2 separate regions of the Zea mays genome follow, and region 2 is linked to region 1. The links are chromatin contacts, called in public Hi-C maps. All regions are on one chromosome and are shown on one strand. Each heading gives the region's core, a stretch centred on a gene start, on an enhancer-like site or on the middle of the called end of the contact. The rest is flanking DNA. Distances are from core to core; before and after follow the strand shown.

Region 1 (5,376 bases), core at 2,522-5,021:
CCCTGTTAGCTTTGCATTAATCACCTGTTCAACACTTAGCACACTTGTTAGTCTTTTAATTGGGTTGTCATCCAAACGCCAAAACCCACAAGAGAGCTTTCAGTCACGAGTGATGGGTCGAGCGACCTATCCTTCCGGCTCCTACTCCTCCGAAAGCTCCGTACTATGGCTTGTGCTCCCATTGTTGTTGTCTCTGTCGGGGTCTCCTCCAGTGGCTGAGGTGCCCTGTGGTGGTGCAGGGACGCCTTCAGCTGGGGCACAGAGGAGGGGCACCTCACAGACTCCACCTCCTGCTGAGGCGGGGAGGAAGAGTCCTGCTGCTCCCTCTCCTAAAGTCAGTGTTCCTGCTCCTCGCGCAGGCGGTGGTGCAACATCTTTAAGTGTCTCGAGTGTCTGGACACCGTGCGACAAAGCAGACGTTCTGCAAGGCGAGAGGGCAAGAAAGGGATCACCGACTTACATTCGGTGTGCCTAAGGCGAGCCACCTACAAAAGATGTCATAAGCATAAGAGTAAGAACAAAACTAATATGACCAGCAAGTAAACCATAAGCAGAATAAAATAAGGTTTTAGGAAGGTGTAGTATATTCATAGTAATATAACATAAGATTGGTCAAGATGACTGACTTTTGAAGTGACACCAAAGGTCAAGGTGAGAATGAGAGTCTATAGTCCTTAGGACGGCCATTGCTACTCTAGGTTAGTGGTCCTAGAGTCAGCACGACTTTGATACCACTTATGTCACACCTGGTTTTGTAAGGCAAACCGAATGCGAACCATGTACATGCCAGGATCAAAAATTCACGTACACAACGATTATATAATTGGACATCATCACACAGTGCTCAAGTAATAGCGAAAATATATAGTACTTTATTACATCATGATGTCCAGAAACATCCACATATTCATTGACTTAAACAATAATCAAAGTGCTAAACGAAACGTAGTAAGATAAGGCCTTCACAGGCAGCTGACTGGTGGTTTGTCGCTAATCTACTCTAGAACTCATCGAAGTCCTAAAACTCCTGAAAGTCCTTTGCGTTTCCTTCATCCTCTCCTGAGCAGAGGTTGCAATGGGGACTATCTGGTGTTTAGTATTTAAGCAAGGGTGATTACACATCAACGTACTCAGCAAATGTCTCATTTGGCTAAAGTGGACTAGCTGTACGTGGGGGTGAAGCTTGAAGCAGTTGCTTTTAGGTTGTCAGGTATTTATTATTAGTAGAAGCTAAGTTTTAGCAATAACCCTAGGTTATTACCCAAAAAGGTACTCCCTCCAAGAGGAAATACAAGAATTCATAGTTATAATCAACATCATTAAACCAACATTATAAGGGTATCCAGAATATCTCTAATCAAAGGAGCTCCCAAGGCTGCTCATAACCGTGAGCACGACTGATATACCAGTTTGTAACCCTCAGCAGAGGTCGCACACTTTACCCACGAGTCGTGATCCCTTTTGCCTCGAGTTGTACAGACCCTTAAACACTCCCGAGGTAAGCCAACAAGGTTTCACTATGTAGCCTTTACAAAGATTCTCTAGAGGTCATAGCCACCCGTTAGGTTTCTCTAGTTTGATAAACACAGTACCTCTCCCCGCAGAAGGGGTGACTAACAAAAGCAAAACGAACGAACCTCGACAGAGCAAGTACGGTGCCTGGACCCCAATGACGGCACAACGGCGAAGCCGACTACACCTCAAGTTCCACTAATTAATCAGCTAAGTGCGTCCCATACCACCCTCATGGTTGTACTATTTTCTCGGGTGGTCATCCAGCAAACAGGTCCTTATAGAGAGATACTCGGGAAACAGCCCGAGTCCCCTTTAGTGCCACAAGCTCATCATCATATCTAGAATATCAACATCGTATCATAAAGTATTCTCATCATGTTCATTGATTAAAGTAAAGCACTAGCATGGTATTAATCATAGTAGCCAATTCCCAAAGGATAACAAAGGACATGATAAACAGAATACTAGTCAGTCCTTAGGTTGATCATAGTATGCGGAACAATAAATTATAAAGTAAGTAGGACATAATGGGTCAGAGGACACTTGCCTTCACCAAGTTGCTATTCAGGGAAATCTCCTGCAACTCCCTCACAGACCGCTTGTTGTCTACGCAAAGCAATCATCCATTCAACACACTTGGGGAAATAGTAAAGAAACAATACACCAAACATATGTAGCAGAGAAATAGGGTAGCTAAAATACATAATCACACCGGATGAACCTCAGAAAAATAGGGTAGCAAAAATACATAATCACACCTTAGTAGACATGATAAAAGTATGACAAGCTACTCCTTTAGAGTGGACTTTAGTTCTTTAGAGTGGTCTTTTGTCTTGTCTTAAGGTACCGAAGAATGGATACACATCAAATGGAGAAGATGGTCATTATGGGAGAAAGGGGTAGATATTTATACCCCTTAGCTCACACTAGAAATGGTCGACAAACATAGCACGAAGGTTTCACTTATAATTCGTAGAGGATCTCAGTGGTTCCACACGAGCCAAAAAAGATATGAAAGAGTAAGCCCGACTTAGTGTTTGTTTGTGTACTGTAGGCTTGCGAGCACTTTGTTCATCCAAGCATATTGATGGTACTCCTTTAAAGTATGGCTTATCCTTAACTCAAATTAAAAAAAATGAACTTAAACTATTTTGAGCTTTCAAGCCATTCCTTTTGAATTAGGATATCTCCTTTTACATGCCATACACCCCCACAATGATTAATTTATTGTCAACACTTAACAAAAGCCATTAGTCCCTGAGTTGTACGTCCAATGCCATCACCAATACCATTTATGACTTAATTGCACTTACAAAGGTGGTTGCTAGAGTGCATGGTTGACATGCAACCTGGCTCGGCCACCATCGGCCACCACGATGGCGCGGGGACAGTTCACAGCTAGGCTCGGTTGTTGCCTTGGTGAAAATGGGACGAGGAGCGACCCGATAGCGGATATATTGGTGCTACTAGTGTCATTGTAGCGATGGCGAGGGTGGCAGGCTAATAGGATGTACCACCTAAATAAGGGCTTGGCGTTGTCACTGACAGAGGCTACGTGGTGCGAAAGCGGTGTCTTGGGCCTAAATCAAAACTTGAATCCATGATACCATGCAAAATAATGAATGAAATTGGTGGGTTTGGTTGCTTGATTATATTGTTGAGCCTTGGATGAGATTATCTAGGAGTACATTATTGCTTAGAAGGTAAGGAACAACCTCCCTTAGAGACAAAGACAAACCGAGACTATATGATCCTAATCTGCCGTATATATCTCGATATGTCCCAAACGGAAAGCTGATAACACTTTCTGGGAATCATAAGCTTGACTACTACTTATTACTAGGTAAACAGACAGACGCGCCGTACTACTCCTGCTGCTTGGCGGCCAAGTCTCAGGTGGCGTGAAGCTGCCATGGCTTGCAGTGGGCTGTCTACTTGTTTCGCACGTATCTAATACTCCTACACCACACCACACCCAGTCAGCACATAGAATCTTCAAGCGAAAACGTCGGTTGACGATGTCCATGGCAATATAGTCGCGTGACCGGCGACGACGACGAAGACACACGAGAGCAGTATCCTGGAAAGAGAGAGATTGCTTTCCGTGCCTGCTTTGCTTTGCTCATCTCATCCATGGTGACCGGATCAGTGACGCGCTCCTCACGTGTTGATCCGTTCGTGACACTACTACCACCACTACCAAGCAGAAACGATAAAGCGCACGGTATATATATACTCTACTCCCATATATCCGTCATCAGCTCGGGGCGCAGAGCTTTGGGAATTCCAAGCAGAGCCAGCACAGCCACAGCCCACAGCCCACAGCCCGGGAGGAGAAGCGAGCGCGCGATCCAGTTGGTGGCCGCCCCCGCCCGCACACCATGGCGACGCCGTGGTGGTGGCCGTCGCTGCTGCCGGCGTGGCTGAGCTCCAGCGCGCTATGGTTCCTCGTCGCCAACGCGGTCGTCGCCGCGGTCGCCATCCTGTCCAGGCGCCCGCCGCTGCCGCTGCCGCTGCCGCTGCCGTCGCCCCGCCGCCGCCGCCGCAGCAGCGGCGCCGCCGCCGCGCTCACGCGGAGGGCCTCGTCTGCGCTGCTGCAGCGCCTCCGCTCCTTCTCCATCTTCGCCGTCCCCTCCGCCTGCTTCAACACCACCACGCCGTTTCCGCACCCCGACGCCGCCCAAGGAACAGAAACTGAGGCGCCGGCCAGGACACCGGCGTCCCCTCTCTCGTCGCTGGGCCGCGCGCCGGCGGCAGACGCCGACGAGGAGGATAGCGAGCCCGGCGGGATGAGCATGGACGAGGCCTACGCGCTGGCGCTGGAGGCGCGCCGCCGGCCGGACCGGGAGAGGGAGGAGGCGCCCAGGAGGTCCGAGGTGGACGCCAAGCCCGAGGAGTTCATCCGCGGCTTCGAGGACCACCAACGCCAGCAGCGCCTCAACTCCATCTTCAACTACACCCAGATGCTCAAGCAGCGCGCCGCCGCCGCCCGCCGCCAGCGCCAGCCGGATGCCCCGCCAGATCAGCTTTGAGTCACGTGTTCGGTTCGTTCGTTCCTGATATTGGTCAGCGTTTTCAGGGAGACCAAAATCAGTTTTGAGTTGCTGTACATAGCCTGCTTTCAACAGATTGTTTGTATATAGTCACCAGATATGATTTACAGATAAAGTACGACATAAAGATATATCTTGATCGTTTATAACTCTATCAGAGAATGATAGACTACATTTACACCAAGATTGATTCGTAACCAACTAGGATACTTCTTCTAACATCCAAACTTATTTACAAAGAGCTATCTCTTACAAACTTGATTACTAGACCAATAGTTTCTATGAATATATCTCAACATTCTTTTAGCAACAACCATAAGTTCGGTTGTCGACGCACGTAGGTATTGGCTAACATTGTTAACAAAAAATAAATGAAAGATTTGGTCTAGTAAGAGTTCGATATTGTAGTGCACCTACAATACTTCTACATCTTGTTGCTTCTTGCACATCAGAAGAACACCAGAGTAAGTTGAAATTTTCTCAGAGATGGAAAGTGGAGTACACATTGGTTTACAATTTTCCAATGCATATTGCCACACTCGGATTTAAGGACAAATCCAGATACATCTCACATGTGTGCTACGATCAAGTTTGTATATAAATCAATGTCACAATCTTTATTATATAATGAAACATAAATCAATGTCACAATCTTTATTATATAATGAAGTTTCCGTACAAAATAACTAAATAAAATAAATCATATGGCGACACTTGCCCACTTTATGATTCCGGTAGCATAATTAATCTAATTTAATAGAATTCCTTCTTTAATTTGCTCTACCTCTATTCCCAAAAATAATGTAGC
Region 2 (5,201 bases), core at 2,203-4,702, 200 kb after region 1:
TTATTTCCTTAAGGATATAATGATTTTCGGACGAAGGTTATGAAGGACATACCTTCATCAGCATAAAATATAGTAATGCAGAAAGGGTCATATGAAACATAAAGATAACATAAACAGTTGTGTATTATTGTCGAATCATTTTCATTTTATTATAATGGAAAGGTAAAGATAATATTAAATCATAAGTGTACCTTCAGCTTGTAAGAAGGTAAAAGCACAAGTGTGATGCAAAAGCCAATGCCGAATCAGCGTGAACAGTACAGGGATACTGTTCACCTATTTATAGGCACGGGTCGCAGCCCATGGAAAATTACAATAATGCCCTTTACATTTATCAATAACTCTATGATAACTCTTCGAGGTCTAATCTGGTTTTTCATCTTTAAGTCGGTTTCCTTTTCCGCCGCTACTCCGAAGCTCTTCTACACACAGCTTCGGCTCTGCGCCAACCTTTGTGCTTCTTTGTACCGTGGCTCTGATCCGAATCCGAAGGTATCTGTTAATGTACTTTACTCCAGAAACATTGTTAAATCATGTTTTTGAGGACCTTCGGAAGCCGAAGGCCCCCAACATGTGATCTATGGTCAAACTATAATTTGGATTAAAGTTGAATTAATTACTACTTTAGGTTATCTTTTTGCTGGAATTATAAAATAAACGTAGAACCTAGTGTCAGTCATTTAAGCACATCAACCACGACTCCGATCTTAGTAGTTATCGATCTCGCGATCTCGTAGCAACGCGTAGATCATTATTATTCAGTTTGTACTTATGTTTGGTGTGATGTTAATTTTGTCCATACCATGTCTGTTTGTATTGCTACGACTAGCGCGAGGTTTTGAAGATCTGAAGAATCACCCTGGTAACTGGGATCTCAAGTGCCAGGCAAGTTGTGCCCTTGATCCACTTTTGTTACCCAATAATGTTCTTTATTATCACTATTCAATGCATAGGTTTAATTTTGATGGGACCCAATAGGTCACCCTAGTCTGATTATCTTTTACCTTGTTTACCCCTGAATCACATGGGTAGTTTTTGCTATTGCTTTATATGGTTTTGGGATAATATTTCATTACATCCATGTTCCAATTATTTAGTTATGTTATTTATGTTCATGATAATGATCATTATGTTAATTGGAACATGGAGCGACCACTCGGGAAAACAGTGCTACCACAAGGGTTTAATGGGATGCCCTTGGCTGATTAACTAGGAAAGCTAGTGGAGGTCTTCCTTACCCGAAAGGGGCAAGGGTAGTAGGGGAGTGGTCAGTGTAGGGAGGTCATTGGGTTGATTTTGCTGCGATGGCGGTCAGGCGAGGGATTCCTGCACTGGAGCTTCCTATAAACTGTAGCGGGATTTCTGAAGCTAGTGGAACTTTGTAAAGGCCTCGTAGTGTTACCCTGCCTCGCTTCCTTGGTAGAGGTGTATGGGATTCATGACCCCTTGGCAGATGGGTAACACGGCTTGTGGGTAAAGATGTGCAACCTCTACAGAGTGTAAAACTAGTATACTAGCCGTGCTCACGGTCATGAGCGGCTCGGACCCTCACATGATTAATTTATGGAACCTAAATTCAATTTGTCATGTGCATTTGCATGGGATTATTTATTAATTTTGTTCTATTATTATTATGGTTGGTATTTACTTACATCTAGTAATTGCTAATAAAATTTTGACCAACTTTAAAAGCAATGCTCAGCTTTAACCATTCCCTTTGGTAAGCCTTACACTTCATGAACTCCCACCTTTGGTGAGTTCATACACATTATTCCCCACAACTTGTTGAGCGATGATCATGTGTGAGCTCACCCTTGTTGTCTCACACCCCCCACAGGAGAAGAACAGGTGGTTCAAGAGGAGCCGCATATCGAGGAGTTCGATTCGATCTAGGTGGAGTCTCACAGTTGACTTTCTGGCGCCAAGGATAGTTTTTAGATCCTGCTATATTTATATTTTATTTTGTAAGACTTCCGCTATGTAATAAGTACTCTGATTATTGTGACATTTATCTCTATACACTCTGTTATTATATATGTTGTCTTCTTTGGCGCATGTATGAGATGCACCCGGCTTTGTCCTTTAAAACCGGGTGTTACATCTTTGTTGTGATCTTTAGTTGATAAATGATGCATTGAACTATATGATAACTTTTGAATTGGTTGATTTTGAGCATTGAAGGAATTTAATTAAATATTGATTGTAGTTGTGAGTATGTGGATTATTTTGATGGGTGTTTAGTAATGGACCTAGAAATCTGTTTCCTAGATCCTTATACATGTACTCGATCTGTTTCAAATTATAAGATATTTTGATAAATTTTAGGTATTTTGTTTTACTATGTATCTATATATAATATATATCTAAGTGCTTAAAAAAGCTATGTATCTAAAAATATCAAAATGTCTTATAGTTTAGAACGTATAAAGTACTTATCCTCAACATTTACCTAACCACATGTTTTCCTACATAATCAACTAAGAACATGAACATCATTCTTAACCACATGTTTCCCTACATGATTAATTAAAATATTCATGTTTTCTATAGAAACACTAAATGAAATAGCTTCCTCTAGAGTACTAAATGTCATAGCCCACGATTTAAAATCTTGATCATCCCTCGTGTACTCTTATAGCTTACAAATTGCAAAGAAAATAATCACAGTACTTTTAGGCCTAGCATTGTGATTTTTTGACCAAAAACTATTGGTTGTGAAAAATGCTGACACTAATAATGCACACCGAACCATAAAAAGGGAGGAGAGAAAAAAATGTAAATTCGTATGCAACAAAAAAATTGAATATATGTGACTTTACCTCAAAAATAATGAGATATACTTCGAAGAATTTGTTGATTGAGCAATTTGCTTGGGAAAAATCTGTCATGCTATCAACTCCCTCTGTTTCAAATTTTAACATAATTTACTTTAATTTAAACTTCAACAAATTTGACCAAGTTTATTGTTTTAAAAAAAATAATATATATTAACTTTTACATGTTCAAAGAAAATATACTATCAAAACATATTCCAAGTAGAATTCAAAACAAGAGGATATCGTAGATATCGATGTACTTCATATAAAAGATACGGTTTTAAGAAATTTAGTCTAGAATAAAATTTAAAATAGACTATATAGTTTTGAATGGCTGGAGCAGATCAACGAGCGAAGCTGACAGCTGATGCTAGTAAAAACCTGTGAGATGGACAGGAAGTAAATTCAGCAGCGGCGACAGATCCCCGACCGAGCGCCACGAAGAGAACAAAACCGCAATGATCGTTGATCGAGCGAGCCCCCCGCTGAACAAAATGACAAAAGCGACCCCCAGGACCCAGGGACGTGGAGGAGGCCCAGCGCTGACGTGGATCTGACGGACCACCGGGACGCATCCGACGGCCGGGATCGTCCCGCCCCTTCTTTTATCCCCGGCCCGGCCCTCTCCATCCCGCACACGCACAGCACAGAGCTCACCCACCACTTCCCGTCTCCTCTCTCCTGTCCTGTCCTCCACACCACACGCGGGCACGAGAGAGACACAGGGAGAGAAGAGAGCTCGTGCTTGCATTTCCATTGCCGGCGCCTCTTCCTGTGATCGTCGCAGCATCACGACCGCACCGCACCCTTGCGTTAGCTCTGTCTTCTTGTCGTACGTACGTTTATTTCTTTGCTTGGAGCTAGCGGTAAAGGAGATATGGTGGGGAAGAGGGAGCGGGACTGCAAGAACCCGGTGCGCCGGACCACGAGCATGACGGAGTTCGCGCTCGCGGCGGTGATGGAGGAGGACGACGAGGAGGCCCAGCTGCCCGACAACGGCAGCAGCAGCAGCCGTGGCGGTGGGCAGCACCAGCAGGACTGGCTGTCCGCGCTCGGCGGCGGCGCCGCCGCAGCGCAGGAGGACTGGATCGCGGCGTACCGCGCCCGCGCGGCGCCGGCAAAAGCGGGGCTCCGCCGCAACTCGGCCGACTACTCGGCCGTCGAGACCGCCGCGTTCCTCCGCGCCTGCGGGCTCTGCCGGCGCCGTCTCGGCCCCGGCCGCGACACCTTCGTGTACAAGTACGTGTTCGCTCACCTGCGGGCTATTCTTGTCTTGAACCTGCGGCTGCGCGTCCTGAAACTCCTTTTTTTTTCTTCGATTCCCCCCGCTCACCTATATGGATGGCTAATTGGCTATACCTGTATGCAGGGGCGAGGCGGCGTTCTGCAGCCTGGAGTGCAGGGAGCGGCACATCACGCAGGAGGAGTGGAAGGACAAGTGCGCGGCGACGTCGATCAAGGACGCGGGTGCGGCGAAGGTCGTCAGCGGCCGCCGCCGCGCCGGCGAAGGCAAGGCCGGGGGCACGGTGGCCGCGGCATGACGAGGCGCACGCCCACGCAGAGGCTACACCTACTGCCAGTGCCAGCTTCTCCTCGACTAGGCAGCTGCAACTGCAAGCTCATCATCGATCGATCACTCGTCCACAACCACATCTATACCAGTCAGCATATTATTATTTATTTATATAAACCACCAGCTTAGCTCAATCGATTAGTTACCCGGATCGATCGCTGCATGCATGCAAGCCGTACAGACATCTACATGTACCATTAGAGCTAGCTCCAAGCAAAGAAATAATACCCTCCAATCCCGAGAGGAAATAAGTTCATTCCTACCTCAATCCTCTCCAATCTCGAAGGGGATTTGAGATTTCTAAAGTAGCTCTTAGCTTGATTTCATTGAGCAGCATGAGTATACTTGTGTAGGGGGGGGGGGGGGGGGGGGGAGTTAAAAGTGAAGGGAAGGAGAAGGGGCCAAAGTGGCTGCCGCACTAGCTTTGCAGATATGCGCCGCGCCACAGCAGAGTCGCTGTTGGGGTCGTCATCGGCTCATCGCCATAACCAAACATGTTATTATCAGAACAAGACAGTGTGAGTTTCAGTGTTGAGGAAGAATCTTGTGGGATGCATGGCGGTATTATTATCCACCGATACAAATCACCATTTGTACTATTGTAGTATATACTACAACCGTCTTATTATTTTTGCAAGAGTCGTTAGCTATTTCTCTACTATACGAAACAGCGGTTTCCATTGGTTTCACGGTTCTACCATCGACATTTTTTTTAAAAAAAATATTATATTTCTTTATAATCAACCCGATGTTCTTCTATTCACACCTTAAAAGATAACCACTGCAACCTAATCTCGCATCACATCCCCTTC

Evidence for each region. A called contact is a pair of places that touch in the nucleus more often than the background predicts.
Region 2: a Hi-C map of endosperm shows a contact between it and region 1, with 3 times the contacts expected there. The contact joins the promoter of LOC103647382 here to the promoter of LOC100275817 in region 1. A contact is called at or near these places in 4 of 25 Hi-C or Micro-C datasets (bundle sheath, ear, endosperm and 1 more).

What each region holds. Positions count from the first base shown.
Region 1 is chr2:181,780,354-181,785,729 of Zm-B73-REFERENCE-NAM-5.0, forward strand. LOC100275817 reads left to right here and starts at 3,772. Exons shown (of 1, transcript NM_001149811.2): 1 at 3,772-4,699. The coding sequence starts at 3,897. The coding sequence ends at 4,547.
Region 2 is chr2:181,977,756-181,982,956 of Zm-B73-REFERENCE-NAM-5.0, forward strand. It overlaps LOC103647382, which reads left to right and starts at 3,453. Exons shown (of 2, transcript XM_008671926.3): 1 at 3,453-4,055; 2 at 4,186-5,036. The coding sequence starts at 3,694. The coding sequence ends at 4,357.